2 separate regions of the Pan troglodytes genome follow, and region 2 is linked to region 1. The links are chromatin contacts, called in public HiChIP or PLAC-seq maps. All regions are on one chromosome and are shown on one strand. Each heading gives the region's core, a stretch centred on a gene start, on an enhancer-like site or on the middle of the called end of the contact. The rest is flanking DNA. Distances are from core to core; before and after follow the strand shown. Region 1 holds the start of MARCHF11 (membrane associated ring-CH-type finger 11). Region 2 holds the start of ZNF622 (zinc finger protein 622).

What was found. HiChIP or PLAC-seq counts read pairs in DNA pulled down with a chosen protein or histone mark.
Region 2: a contact with region 1 is called in an H3K4me3 HiChIP or PLAC-seq map of stem cell-derived excitatory neurons, with 4 times the contacts expected there. The contact joins the promoter of ZNF622 here to the promoter of MARCHF11 in region 1. A contact is called at or near these places in 1 of 7 Hi-C or Micro-C datasets (stem cell-derived neural progenitor cells), 1 of 1 datasets of contacts at active chromatin or transcription factors (stem cell-derived excitatory neurons) and 1 of 1 other capture datasets (stem cell-derived neural stem cells).

What each region holds. Positions count from the first base shown.
Region 1 is chr4:16,819,115-16,825,333 of NHGRI_mPanTro3-v2.0_pri, forward strand. MARCHF11 (membrane associated ring-CH-type finger 11) reads right to left here and starts at 4,284. Exons shown (of 5, transcript XM_054684181.2): 1 at 3,509-4,284; 2 at 2,203-2,358. The coding sequence starts at 4,057. It overlaps LOC750999 (a long non-coding RNA gene), which reads left to right and starts at 4,215. Exons shown (of 3, transcript XR_680046.5): 1 at 4,215-4,301; 2 at 4,936-5,148. It overlaps LOC104006358 (a long non-coding RNA gene), which reads right to left. Exons shown (of 4, transcript XR_008547879.2): 3 at 5,912-5,960; 4 at 5,131-5,207.
Region 2 is chr4:17,108,395-17,115,236 of NHGRI_mPanTro3-v2.0_pri, forward strand. It overlaps ZNF622 (zinc finger protein 622), which reads right to left and starts at 5,456. Exons shown (of 6, transcript XM_003310632.6): 1 at 4,149-5,456; 2 at 2,586-2,846; 3 at 2,214-2,376. The coding sequence starts at 4,770.

The DNA.
Region 1 (6,219 bases), core at 3,034-5,533:
TAGTAGAAGTTACTTAACTTTACTGTGCCTCAGTTTCCCTTTGAGTAAAATAGAAATATTCCTCACCTCATAGATTTGTCATGAAGATTAAATATCAGTATCCATATATATAAAGCATTTAGAACAGTGCGTGGCAAAGTATTTGTGAATATTAATATTTGTTCTCTGTTCTGTTCTACATCCAAGAAACCACCTATTCACAAGGGATTGGCCTCACACAGATACATGTGTATCTGACGTAGTCCTGGAAAGTTATTTCATCTCCAGCATGTTCTGAGCTATCATCATCACATTCATATCAACTTTGTTTCTACATATGATTTTGTAGGTCACTACAACAATCAGATCAGGTTACAGATAATGGTAGTATTTACAGATGTCATAATAAAATTAATCCTAAATATGCTAGTAGTACCAGATTAGTTTTTAGGTTTTAGTTCTTTTTGGGGAAAAGGAAAATCATATGCACAGTTTGGGAGTTACTTTTAAAAAATAACTATTGAATCTTTTTTAAACGAAGCAAGAGACAGTAGTAACCAATTCTTTTTGCTATAGGATTAAAATTAGTAAATAGTATTTTTTTTTGCCCCAGCTCTTGATCTCCTATTTTAAAATGTCCATCAAGTACTTATCTGTATTTACTTCAAAATTAATCATCCCAAATGAATTGACATATAGTTGCCATAAGTTCAAGCTCTTGAAATAGTCTTCTGTTTCAGCCAATGAGTGTCTGACCATAGCTCTTCTCATGGAACTTTCCTCTAGAGCCCAAAACTCTCTCATTTCTTATTTTCCCACATACTTCTATTGATAAAACTGTTGTAGATCCAATTATACTACCTATATGCTAGTCTTTGAAAATGGTTTCATCTGTTTTTCAAGACAACTATGATGGATTCATAAATTGATACCCAAGTAGTTCAATCAGAGGTTCTTGGAAAAGGTGTCAGGTTTGTGCCTGTCTTCAGCATGATAATATCACTCATCCCCATTATTTATGCTTTCTCTTTCCAATTATTCACAAGCCCTAGGTCAGCTTGAGAAATACATATTTTCATTTTGTGGTTGCTAATCATGCATTAAATGGAGACTATCAGAGATGCAAATTAATTGCAAACTATATAAAAGATACAAAAATTTTAAACTATGAAATTTAAATTATGAATGCACTAGTAATTCAGCTTCCAGGTTCCTTCTGCAAACACTGGTAGTTCCACCTATATTACATTGCTGAATAAAAACCAAATTGGGTGATTTAGATAGCAACAAGGAACACGAGAATTTATTACTTTTCCCCCTCCCAACTTTGCAATTCCCTATTCTTTTTATTTCTATTACTCCTTTGTCTCTGTTTTGAACCCTATTCTTTTATGTCTACTTAACTTCAGCCTACCAGATAACATTAATTACACATTATTCTGCTTTTCCTTAAGATGTCATTCTTAATATTTTATATTCTACCTGTCTGTTCAAAGAACCTGAATCTGTTTCACGATAAATTTTAGGCCTATTTTCCAGGGCATTTGTAGATTTATGTGTATTATGTTATTATGTGATTATACACAAAAAGTTTAAGAATATGTAAGAATACTAGTTCAGTAGTATTATTGAGAGTAACTGTTGGGAATACTTCTGCATCCACTATGTAGTTGAACACAGCAAAGAAGAAAATCAGCCAAAATTTAACTGCGAAAGAACATCACATGACAAAGAAAGCCTGGTTAAATGGAAATAACATTCAGATTAGAACTAATAGGTTCAACCAAAGTTTTCATACCAGTGAAGTTTTGTTTTACTTGTATCTGTTCTCCATAAATGGAGCCCATTAGAGCTTAATTGCTTAAGTTAACAAAATATTAATAAAATCAATTGTGTAACATTTCTAATGAATAAAATTGATTTAAGTGTGGTACAAGTCATTTTACCAACTTGCCTTTTTAGAAAAAAGACTGGTATCATTTTATCAATAAGTAAAAAATTCATAAAGGAAACCATTCGATTAAAATGTCTTTTGAGTTTCTCAGATAAAATGTCATGGCTTTCTCAAAAACATATGTTTACAAATTCTAAATCTTGGTTTTAGTGTAATTTTCACAAAATGTTTTTAAGTAGCATAAGTAAATATCCTTAGTAATAACTAAGCTTAAGTGCATTCATGTTAACAAAATTATTTCAGGAAAAATAAATGTTGAAACTGCTTACCTGGCAAGGTTGTTTCATTTTAATGGCTATAACATGGTATCTATAACAGCAAAGTTCACAGGTCCAGGAACCTCTCTCACTGATCCACTTTAGCAGGCACAGCTGATGTGTATACCGAACTGACCCATCACATCGGCAGGGGTTCAACAACTCACCCTAAAAAGAAAACAGCTCAGTGTGAATATTTGTGTCTGTGTCTCTATTTTAAAAACCTAATGCTTCCTTTCTTTTCTTCCAAAGCCATTTACTCAGGATACAGCATCAGGCTCTATCCTAGGAAATGAAATTAAAATTTTATACCTCTCATGGGAATGAAACTAAGTCTTAAAACTATTTCAAAGATATTGCTTAGAGTTATGACATAAATGTTCTACCAACATACAAAATGTCTGCAAGATATAGCTCCCAATACCCGTGGGGGCAAGCTGTACTATTAAATCTCTTTAATAACTTTTAAGTGGATGGTCAGATGCATTTCCTCTGCAGTTATTCTTAATCATTGCTAAAGAAGAAATGCATGGCATCCCAGAAAGCGGCATTATGCTTTTTTTTCTAAATGTAGCATCATAAATATTGACTTAGGGCACTATATTCCTGAAAGCTTGTATATTCTTATGCTATTTCCTTACGTTTAAAAACATTACACCTAATCTTTTCTCAGACCACACATTTGTAAGGGACATATGCTATCATTTCCTCTGCATGATTACTCTCATATAAGTTTGCATGCACCTACAATGGTGTTTATAATTTTAGAATTGTGTTGCTGACAAAATATAAATTGTTGGCATAATAGCCTTTCTTTCAAAGTCCATTCCTATTTCTCTTGTATCACATGCTTTTCACATCCGTGAGATTAAGTCACCCAAATTTGCAGTAAGGAAAGACTCTGCCCTTTCTGGTTGTGATATGACATCTGTCTCAAGATACATCTGTAGAAAACGGACTTCACCTTACATCTGACAGGTTTGCTTCTAAGCATAAACCAAAATCCATCGAATAATTCACAAAAGCCGCTTTTGGCATTATCACTAAAGCACCTGAGGAACATGTAGCTCCTAAGCCAGGAAGGAAAAAGAAAGTGTAGATGAAATTAAACCCAGTATTCACCACTGGGACATTTTTATTTGCCTTCACGGGAAGGGAAAGGGGAAGGCATATTGGAGCCAGCGCTCACAGGGCAGAACCAGAGGAGCCTCACTGGAGGCAAACTGGGAGGTATGCGTGCGCTGTCCGTGGTGCTGAAAGCTTGACCGGCGCGAGCTGGAGCCGCCACCGGCTGCCTCGGGGTCTCGCCGGGCCTTACCTGCTCCGCGCCCTGGAAGCAGATCTTGCAGATGGGCTGGTGGTGCCGGTGCTGGTGCCCAGCGCGCTGGTCGCCGCCGCCACTGCTGCTGCTGCGGCTGCTGCACACCGAGCGCGTCTCGGGCTGGTCTCCGGCGCCCCGCCGCTCGCCCTCGCCGCCCGCGCCGGCCTCAGACTCCCCGGGGCCGCCTTTCGCTGCTGCCGCCGCCGGGAGGCGCCTCGGACCTTCCCCGGAGTCGCCGGCCGCCGCCACTTCCTGGCCGGCGGGCTGCAGGGGCAGCGGCGGAGGCGGCAGCTCGTCCGCTCCCCTGCACCGCGGGGCCACCTCCCCTAGCGGCTCGCTTGGCCCCGCGGCGCGCTCGGGGGTCTCGGGGGACGCGGGCAGCGGCGGCAGGTAGCGCGGGGCCGCGGGGACCGGGGCCGGCTCTCCCGGCGGCGGCGGCGGCGGCGGCGGCGGCGGCGGCGGCGGGGGAGGTTGCGGGGGAGGCTCGGCGTCCCCGCTCTCCGCCCCGCGACACCGACTACCGCCGTGGCCGCCCTCAAAGCTCATGGTTGTGCCGCCGCCGCCCTCCTGCCGGCCCGGCTGGCGGGCCGGGCTCTGGCTGCAGGGAAAGAGAGCGCGGAGGGGCGGGAGGGAGAGGGGAAAAAGAGGGAGGGGGCCCGGGCGCCTGGGGCTAGGGGGCGGGACGGGGAGGGGATGCGGAAGGTTCAGCAGCTGCGGCGGCGGCAGGCGCGGCCGTTCGGTGGAGCCGCCGGCTCGGCTCTGATGGAGGCGGCGCCGAATTCGGCTGCGCGTGAGAGCCGCGCCGCGGAAAGGGGGGGCCGGAGAAGCGAGGGGGCGGGAGGGAGGAGCGGTGCGGCGGGGGTGAGGGGGCGCGGGCGCGGGCGCGGGCGCGGGGTGGGTTGGGGGCGCGGATCAGCGGGACGGAGCTCGGGGTTCGGCTCCGAGCGGGCGGGCTGGAAGTGGGGGATCCCTCAGCCGCCTCCACGGGCCGGCCCCGCGCTCACGTCGGTTCCGGGGCGGATGACCCCTCTCCAAACGGCGCAGCGCTGCGGCTCTCGTGAGCTGGGAAGTAGGGGGCAGGGGAGAGGCCGCGGGTCCAGAAACCGTTACTGGATGGGCCGGTGGGATGTGGCGTGGGCCGGGTGGGGCGCGACAGTCTGAGCCGAGACCCGCGTGGGCTTAGGGGTGCGCGAGGCGGGTGCCCTGGGCGCGCCCGAACTGGCTGAGCAGTGGAGCGGGAAAGGGCGCGGGACCCGGGACTGTAACCGCCACTTCCCGGCCCTCGCTCCCCGCGCTTGGAGCCCTCAAGGGCCTTCTCAGGGATCCCCGAGAGCCTTAAAACAGAAGTCTCTGGAACCTGTGTCCTCTCCCTGTCTGTCCCGCCCTCGAATCCCTGTGTCCTCCTCACCCGCTCCCTCCTGCAGTGAGCATCCCGGGTTGTTGGTAAAGATCTTGGTGCCTGGAAGGTCAGAGCTTCGTCTCCTGAAATGGTTTATGCCCTGGCGCCACGTTCTGTGGCTTATAATCACTTTCGTCCTCGCCGCATGAGGAAGCAAATGACACCGCCCCTTACCCTGGAAAAGTGGCTGCAGCCTTCCCCGGATCTTAGTTTTACTCACCCCGAAGTCAATTTCTCGGTAACTCCACCCTGCAAAACCTCTGTGGGACTCATCTTCAGGGCAGAGCTAACAGTTTTCTTTCCGGGAAAAAAAAAAAATCCCTCACCTGCAGGGAACTAGGCTGAGAATCGTGCACATGCAGTAGTTTCCAAATCCGTGCAGTGTGAGATCATAAAGCACCGGATTTATATGCGGCAGTGTGTCTATCCGAATTTTCACTGATGTGACGCTTTCAGTCTTTGACACAAAGACACAGAGCAGTCATTTTTGGCAGCGTTTCATAGCCGAAGACCCGGGATCAGAAAGGCAAAATAACTTGTTCAAGGTTATAGAACTATTAACAAAGAACTTCTGTGTTCCCTGACCAGATTTTCTGGTTCAAATGCCAATAATTTTTTCTTCCAATCCTTTCTTCTGCCTCCTAAAATAGTATTGTAGTACATTGTGTGTTTGGCGCCATTGATTCCCATTAATAGTTAGATACTCTGTAATGGCTGAGATAAACTACTAGCTTAAGTTCATTTTTCCATTTCACGTTTTGGCAGTAAGAAGTATATTTGATTCTTAAAGAAGACCTACCTCTTTTGACAGAAATTGGTTTCATTTGCCAGAGAGAGAAGGTAGTGAAAAATAATTCAAGAATGTTTTGTCACAAATGTTCTCTGATGAACTAGTTTCCAGGAATGTCCTCTAACACTTAGCCCCTTCAGACTGGCTATTTTTGGTAGCAGAGTGGCAGGCAGCAAGCACATTTTTAAAACAATAATCTCCAGGAACTTACCACGTTGAAGAAATGTGGTTGTCGATATGCTTTCATTTTTGGTCTTCACCTGTCAGAATGACAATGCAAGTTTGTGTATTGCCACAGTCAAGATAATCATAAGCCTTATGATCATCATAAACCTTCTTCATAAGTTCTCGAGTTAAAGACTGTCTAGATTTGTACAGAATCCCCTAAATAATTCCATTTATGACTAGTAAATTTCTACCAGGTGTGATAAAGTGCATCGGTACTCGAAGGACAGCATAAAAGCTATGGGTTTTGTATAAACGGTGTAGAATAATTCAGACAGCGAAGCGGCATGGATA
Region 2 (6,842 bases), core at 4,206-6,705, 290 kb after region 1:
AGAACAACAGTAACAACAACAAAAGGCTAGGGCTTAAAGCTTAGATTCTAGAAGGAGGAGACAATAAATAATATACAATACACACAATGGCAGTAGGGGATATAAGGAAAAATAAAACAGGATAAAAAGGATTGGGTAGGTATTATTTTATGGAAGGTGGTCAAAAAAGGCCACACTGAGAAGGTGAAATTTATGTCAAGGCCTGCAAGAAGTGAGGGACAAGTCAAGTGAATATCTAAGTGAATACTATAAACAAATACAGCAGCAAATGCAAAGGTCTTGAGAAACACACTTGATGCATTAGAGGAATAGTTAGGAATCCAGAGAGCAACTAATACAAAACCACAGAACCACAGATGCTCCACATTATGTGTAGGGCCTTGCAGGCCATTATACTTTGGCTTTTACTTTGAGTAAGATAGGTAGTCTTTGAAAGAATCTGAGCAGAGTTTGACCTCACTTAATGTTTTAAAAGGATCCCCCTAGTTACAGTTTTGAGAATAGAACATAGTGGGTAGTAAGGATGTAAATATGGAGACCAGGCAGGAGGCTACTGTAGGAAGTCAGGCGAAAGATGATGGTGCCCTGGACCTGGGTAGTAGCCATAGAAGTAGTGAGAAGCAGTCAGCCTCTGAAGATAGATAGTGCAAAAGCAGATAAAGCAGAATTTGGTGATCGATTCTAATGTAAGCATGAAAGAAAATAGAAGAATAAAGGAAGACTGCATGGCATTTGGCTTAAGTAACTAGAAGGACAGAGATGCCATTTACTTACAGAGAGCAGATTAGGATGCATAGCAGGAGCTGATTTTGGACAGGTTAAGTTAATGATCCCTTTTGGACACAAGTAGAAATATCAAGGAGGCAGCTGGATATCTTCAGTTTACAGCTGAAGGGAAGGCTATACTAGAGATATAAATGTGGGGGTCACGGGCCTACAGAAGATATTGAAATCTATGAGACTGGGTAGGATTCTGAATATAACCACAGGATGAGAGACTGAGTGCTGGGCATTCCAAGCCTACTGCTGATGTCAGCTGCTTAACTATCCATGGTATTTGCTTTGACCACTCTGATTACAACATCAGTCAAAAGGTCATAAACACTGCTGTCTAAAAGGAAACTTGAGAGGGATAAATACTGAAAGAGGATGCTTCCCACCACCAGCAGACATTCATTGTCTTCTCTACTGCCACAACCTCTAATCCTCCCCTCTACCTCCACCCAGTCATGTCCACCAACTGCAAGTCTCCAGCTGCAAAATGAGAAATCAGGGAGAAAATGCAAAAGGAAGACTTAAAAGACTGAGACTTTTCTGAACATGGTATCACTTGGTCTATGCATGCCTGGCATGGTAATTATACACATCTGCTTATCTCCTGTGCTAGCTCACAGGAATTTTGACAATTAGTTGTTCACAAGTACTTAACATACATTTGCTAAATGACATACAAAAAAATTCAAGAATTCTAGTTAGGGCCGGGCATGGTATCTCACACCTGTAATCCCAGCACTTTGGGAGACTGAGGTGGGTAGATCACTTGGGCCTAGGAGTTCAAGACCAGCCTGGGTAACATGGCGAAACCCCATCTCTACAAAAAGTACAAAAATTAGCAGGGCATATTGGTGCACACTAGCTGCTGGGGAGGCTGTGGTGGGAGGATCATCTGAGCTCAGGGAAGCTGAGGCTGCAGTAGGCCATGATTGTGCCACTGTCCTCCAGCCTGGGTGACAGCAACAATCTTTCTCAGAAAAAAAAAAAAAAAAAAAAAAGATTCTAGTTAGGGGTGAACCACCAATGGGGTAATCTCACCATCAGATGCCTGGTTTGGGCCTGGTTTAGCAACTGTCTCAACTTCTTCAGGAGACAGCTGGTGATGCAAGGACTCTCCAGGAACCCAATATGTGAAACCTAATTTCTGTACCTCTGTTCAAGGGGTAACTGGCAAAACTGAACTCTTGATGTTTTAACAGAACAAAAACAAAAACAAGTCAAACTTCAGTCTGGGTCTAAGGTCTTCTCTTTACTAGATGTGTTAAACTCTGTTAAACTGAGTTTCTCAACTACAAAAAAAGAACTACCTAATACAGAGGTGTTATAAGTGTTATTAAGGATATGTTGTACATTGCCAAACATATCCAGCACTGGCACACCTAATATCACTTCAAAGCAAATATGACCTCACTTTACTTCATATTACAAACTATGCTTACCTAAAATCATAGAAGTCTGCAAATTCCAAAGCAGCATCGCCATCTGTGAAGAGCTTACAGTGGCTTTTGTCATTCATATGTGCCTGTACAGCTTCTGTGGAGTAGAAGGACTTCCCTTTCTCGTTGCACCACAAGCAAATCTTGCCAACACCAACTTTCTCTCCTAGAAAAATAATTTAAGGAAAAAACATGAAAAAAGCTTTTTGCAACCAGATGAAATCTCACTATTTTTCACCAAAACTCAAAAATCATTCACAAAATAAGCAAGCAATTATATCAGATTGATAAAAAACGCAAAACTAATGTTCCCTTGAGACCAGTCCCCCAATAATGTGATTATTTCCTCATTAAAAGGAAAACTATTGTACTTACCCAAGTATTTAATCAGTCCCTTAATATCTGAAAGATATTCTATATCAGGAATAAAGAAACTGTGGACTTTGGTCATATGAGCCACATTCTTCATGAGGGAGCTGGAATGATGGGAACAAAATAAGCAGTCCGTGATAGGGATGGCACCAAGGGGTGGGCCTTCCTCAGCCTCTTCCTCCTCTGCATCCTGCTCCGCCACATCGTCCATTGCTTCAGTATCCTCACATTCCAATTCTTCATCAGAATCAATATCTTCCCAATCTGCAAGCCAGAATTTTGAAATATAAAGTTTAAGAAAAGTAGTAGCAAGCAAAGATATCACAAAAATTCACATGAGGTGATACAGTCCTATATTTGGAGAAACAGCCACACCCCAACTCCCAAGGACAACTCCTCTTTCAAGATCTCAATTTTAGCTATTTGTTTACCACAGACTCATCTGAATGGCCGTGAAATTCCTTAGTCTTTCTTTTCCAGGAAACAGGAGTCTTTTGTTTGTTTCTTTCCTATGCCTTACAGCACCTAGCCCAGTGCTGAACATATAGTTAGGAAGTCTCCTATCTGCCTGAATATTTTTATAAACTTCTAAAACAATGCCTCTATCTACTATTTCACAAAAGTACTATGGGGTGTGTGTATGTGCTGGTAGGGTGCTCTATGAACGGCTATGGTTTGAATGCATGTTTCCCTCCCAAAATTCAAATGTTGAAACTTAATCATCAGTGAAATGGCATTAAGAGGTGGGGCCTTTAGTGGGTGATTAGGTTAGGCAAGCACTAATCCCGAATGAATGGATTAGTGCAAGGGAACTGGCTAGCCCCTTTTTTGCCTTCTGCTTCTTCCACAATATGATGATACCATGAGAAAACTTCATCTATAGAACAGGCCCTCACCAAACACTGACTCTGCCAGCACCTTGATTTTGGACTTCCCAATTTCCAGAACTATGGGAAAATACATTTATGTTGTTCATAAATTACCCAGTCTCTAGTACTTCGTTATAGCAGAGCGAACAGACTAAGACATGAACACCTACACCAGCACTGTTAATAGGATGTGGGATGAGGGAAGTAAGGAATAAATAGCTCATAAAGGCAAAGAGGTGAGGCTGCTGGCTCCAGCTCCAAATTTCTGGCTGAGTTGGTTTTGATCCCCTCATTCTGTTTTACTCAACTAAATTAAGTGCAAAACCATCATAACTGGAAACCCACTAGAATCGCAAATTACACGGCAGCTGGTATGACGATAGCATGTCCTCCTGTGCATATGTTAAAAGCCTCTTCATCCAAAACACAGAAGGCATCAATTCATTCTCCAAATATGCATTAAGCACTTCTTTTTCCAGACAAGGTTTCAGGCCTTGGAGAATGAATTGAGTGAACTAAACAGCCAAACCTGCTGGCCAGATAAGGCACTTCAGAAAGCGTCTAAACCACCTTCCCTCATCATTTTTACTTAAAAGCTCTCAAACACACACACACACACCCATCTCGAGTATAAATCTGGAAACCTAAGGGTGGGCCAAGTTCCTCTTTACCCTCCCCGCCCAGACAGGGCCATCACCGTCTCCATCCGGGTCCTCTTCCTCCTCCTCGCTGTCCTCCTGCTGCTTTGCCAACTTCTTCGCCTGCTGTTCAAACCACTGGAGCCGGGGTGGTTTCTCACTCGGGTCTCGGTCGCGGGTCCCACGGCCACCAGTACCCACGGCCACGACATTCCTGGCCTCCTTTGCAGGCGCTGGGGGCGCCTTCTTGGGAGACATGGACGGCTGGGCCTTGATGGCCTGCTGGATGGCCGCGTTCATGGCATCCTTGTCCACACTGTCCACGCCCAGTCCTTTCTCCAAGTTCTTTTCATTCATCATCTCCACTTTCCGATTCACTGCCTGCACGGCCTTCTTCTCCAGCTCAACGTGACGCCGGGACTTGAGGTGGTTCTCGTAGGCGTTGAAAGAGGCAAACTTCTTACTGCAAACGGTGCAGTAGGTGGCCGAGCCCTTGCTCTCCTCCTCCGCGACGGCCCGCTGCGCCCGCACTCGCTCCTGGAAGCCCTCGGCGGTCACTGGGGCCATGCTGGCCACCTTCCGCCGCAGGTTGTAGCGGTGCCAGTCCGTCTTATAGTGGGCCCGCTGCATGTCCGCGTCGCGGAACGCCACCCGGCATGTTATGCAGGTGTACGTCGCCATTGCCAGGCGAGAAATAAGAGCTGACCAAGCCAAACACCTGGTGATCAGCGCCCTGGCCCCACAAGACCCTCAGACCTTAACCCGCCTCAGCAGCCAGGAAAAGCCACTCGACACGCCGACTTCCTGATTGTCACTGAGGAAACTTCCGGCACACGTCGGAAGTTATTCACAACTGGACAGGAAACCCGCCTCTCAGGCTGTGGCCACGCCTCCGCCGCCGTGAGGCCCAGGAAGCCGAGGGAACGCTGTGGCTGAACGGGACCTGGGTCCGCTCAGTCAGCCCGAGGTGGCTGTTGATTGAGGGAGGTCGCGCCCTCCCAGTTACCTTCCCTGGTGGTTGTGCCACTCGGTGTGACGCGGTCAAGGGGACGGCTACGCGAGAATGGGGGAGTGGGGCGCCCGAGGCTGCTCCTGGGCCCTGGGAAGCCCCCGATTAATGAATGGTCGGGTCAGCGACGCGAGGGTCGGGGTTTCTCTGAGGACCGCGCGCTGCACCTGCGGAGCCGGGTGAATGGATGTCGCGAAGGCAAGGGCTGCCCTTACCCCTCGGGGCCGACCTCGGAGCCCTCGCCCGTGGTTGCAACGCTTTCCCGGGAAACCGGAGAAGCCAGGCCGGGGGCTCGGCCTTTCTGAGGCGGCCCTTCCGGCGGAGGACACCGGCGGAATTTGAGTGCACAAGAGTGCGCGAGAGGAGCTCCCTGTAGACACACAGTCCAAGGCACGTAGGTAATTCTAATAGCAGCCACATTTTTAAAGAGTAAAGAGAAATCGGTGAAACTGCTTTTAATGTGTTTAATTTAGCCCATCCTGTCATTTCAGGATGTAATCAGTCTAAAAGAACTAATTAGATCTTTTACGCTCTGTCGTTGGTTCTAAGTCTTGGAAATCCAGTGTGTGTTTTAGAGTTAACAGCCTATCTCAATTTGGACTAGACCCGTGCCAGGTGCCCAGTTGGCTGTGTACCCTCATGTATATAGGACAGCAAAGTTCTGTAGAAAAGAACTTCAGGCCAGGCGCGGTGGCTCACGCCCGTAATCCCAGCACTTTGCGAGGCCGAGGCGGGCGGATCATCTGAGGTCAGGGGTTCAAGACCAGCCTGGCCAACATGGCGAAACCCAGTCTCTGCTAAAAAATACAAAAATTAGTCCCGGCGCAGTGGCGCAGACCTGTAATCCCAGCTACTTGGGAGGTTGAGGCAGGAGAATCGCTTGAACCCGGGAGGCGGAGGTTGTGGTGAGCCGAGATCGCGCCACTGCACTCCAGCCTGGGCAACAGAGCAAGATTCCATCTCAAAAGAAAAAGAAAACATGAACTTCAAATGCTTGGGGAGGTCGTAGATTTCATCCACACAGCCTGGTTGAACCAGAGTCAGCCTTGTTAGAGTCGAATGTTGCATGCTCGGAATCCAGGCTGCCAAGAGAAAACCAAAAGAAGATGGCGCTTTAAAAAACCTTCCAGTGCCTTCCCTTGACTCAATCAAATTCAGACACCTTACTTTTTATTCTGCGAGGCTCTACCCCTCCCTCTGATGTCCTGCCACACCCCCTTCTCTACCCTGCTCACCCTACTTGAGTCGCAATGACACATTTGATGTTCTTCTAACAAGCACTTTAGTTGATACTAAGTCAGAAATCCATTACTCTTCTGCTTGGAACATCCTTTTGCTGGCTTGCTTCCTTATTTTTTGGATCTCTGCCCAAATGCCTTTGTAAGAGAGGCTTATCCAAATCCACTTACCAAAAATAGTGCCTACCTTCCTAAGTCCTTACCAGGCATAACTTTTCTCCAGTACTGTATTAGTTATCTACTACTCTGTATTAAATTACCCCCAAATTTAGCATCAAGCTTTATTTCAGTTTCTGTATGTCAGGTATTTGAGTGACTCAGCTGGGTGGTTCTGACTAAGATCTCCTAAGAGGTTGCAGTGAACATGCTGTCCAGGGCTAAAATCATCTGAAAATCTGACTGTATTTGACTGTGGCTGGAGAGTCTCCCTTAAAGATGGTTCATTTACATAGCTGATAGCAAGAGGTTTTGGTTCCTTGACAAGTAGGCCTCTCCATAGGGCTGCT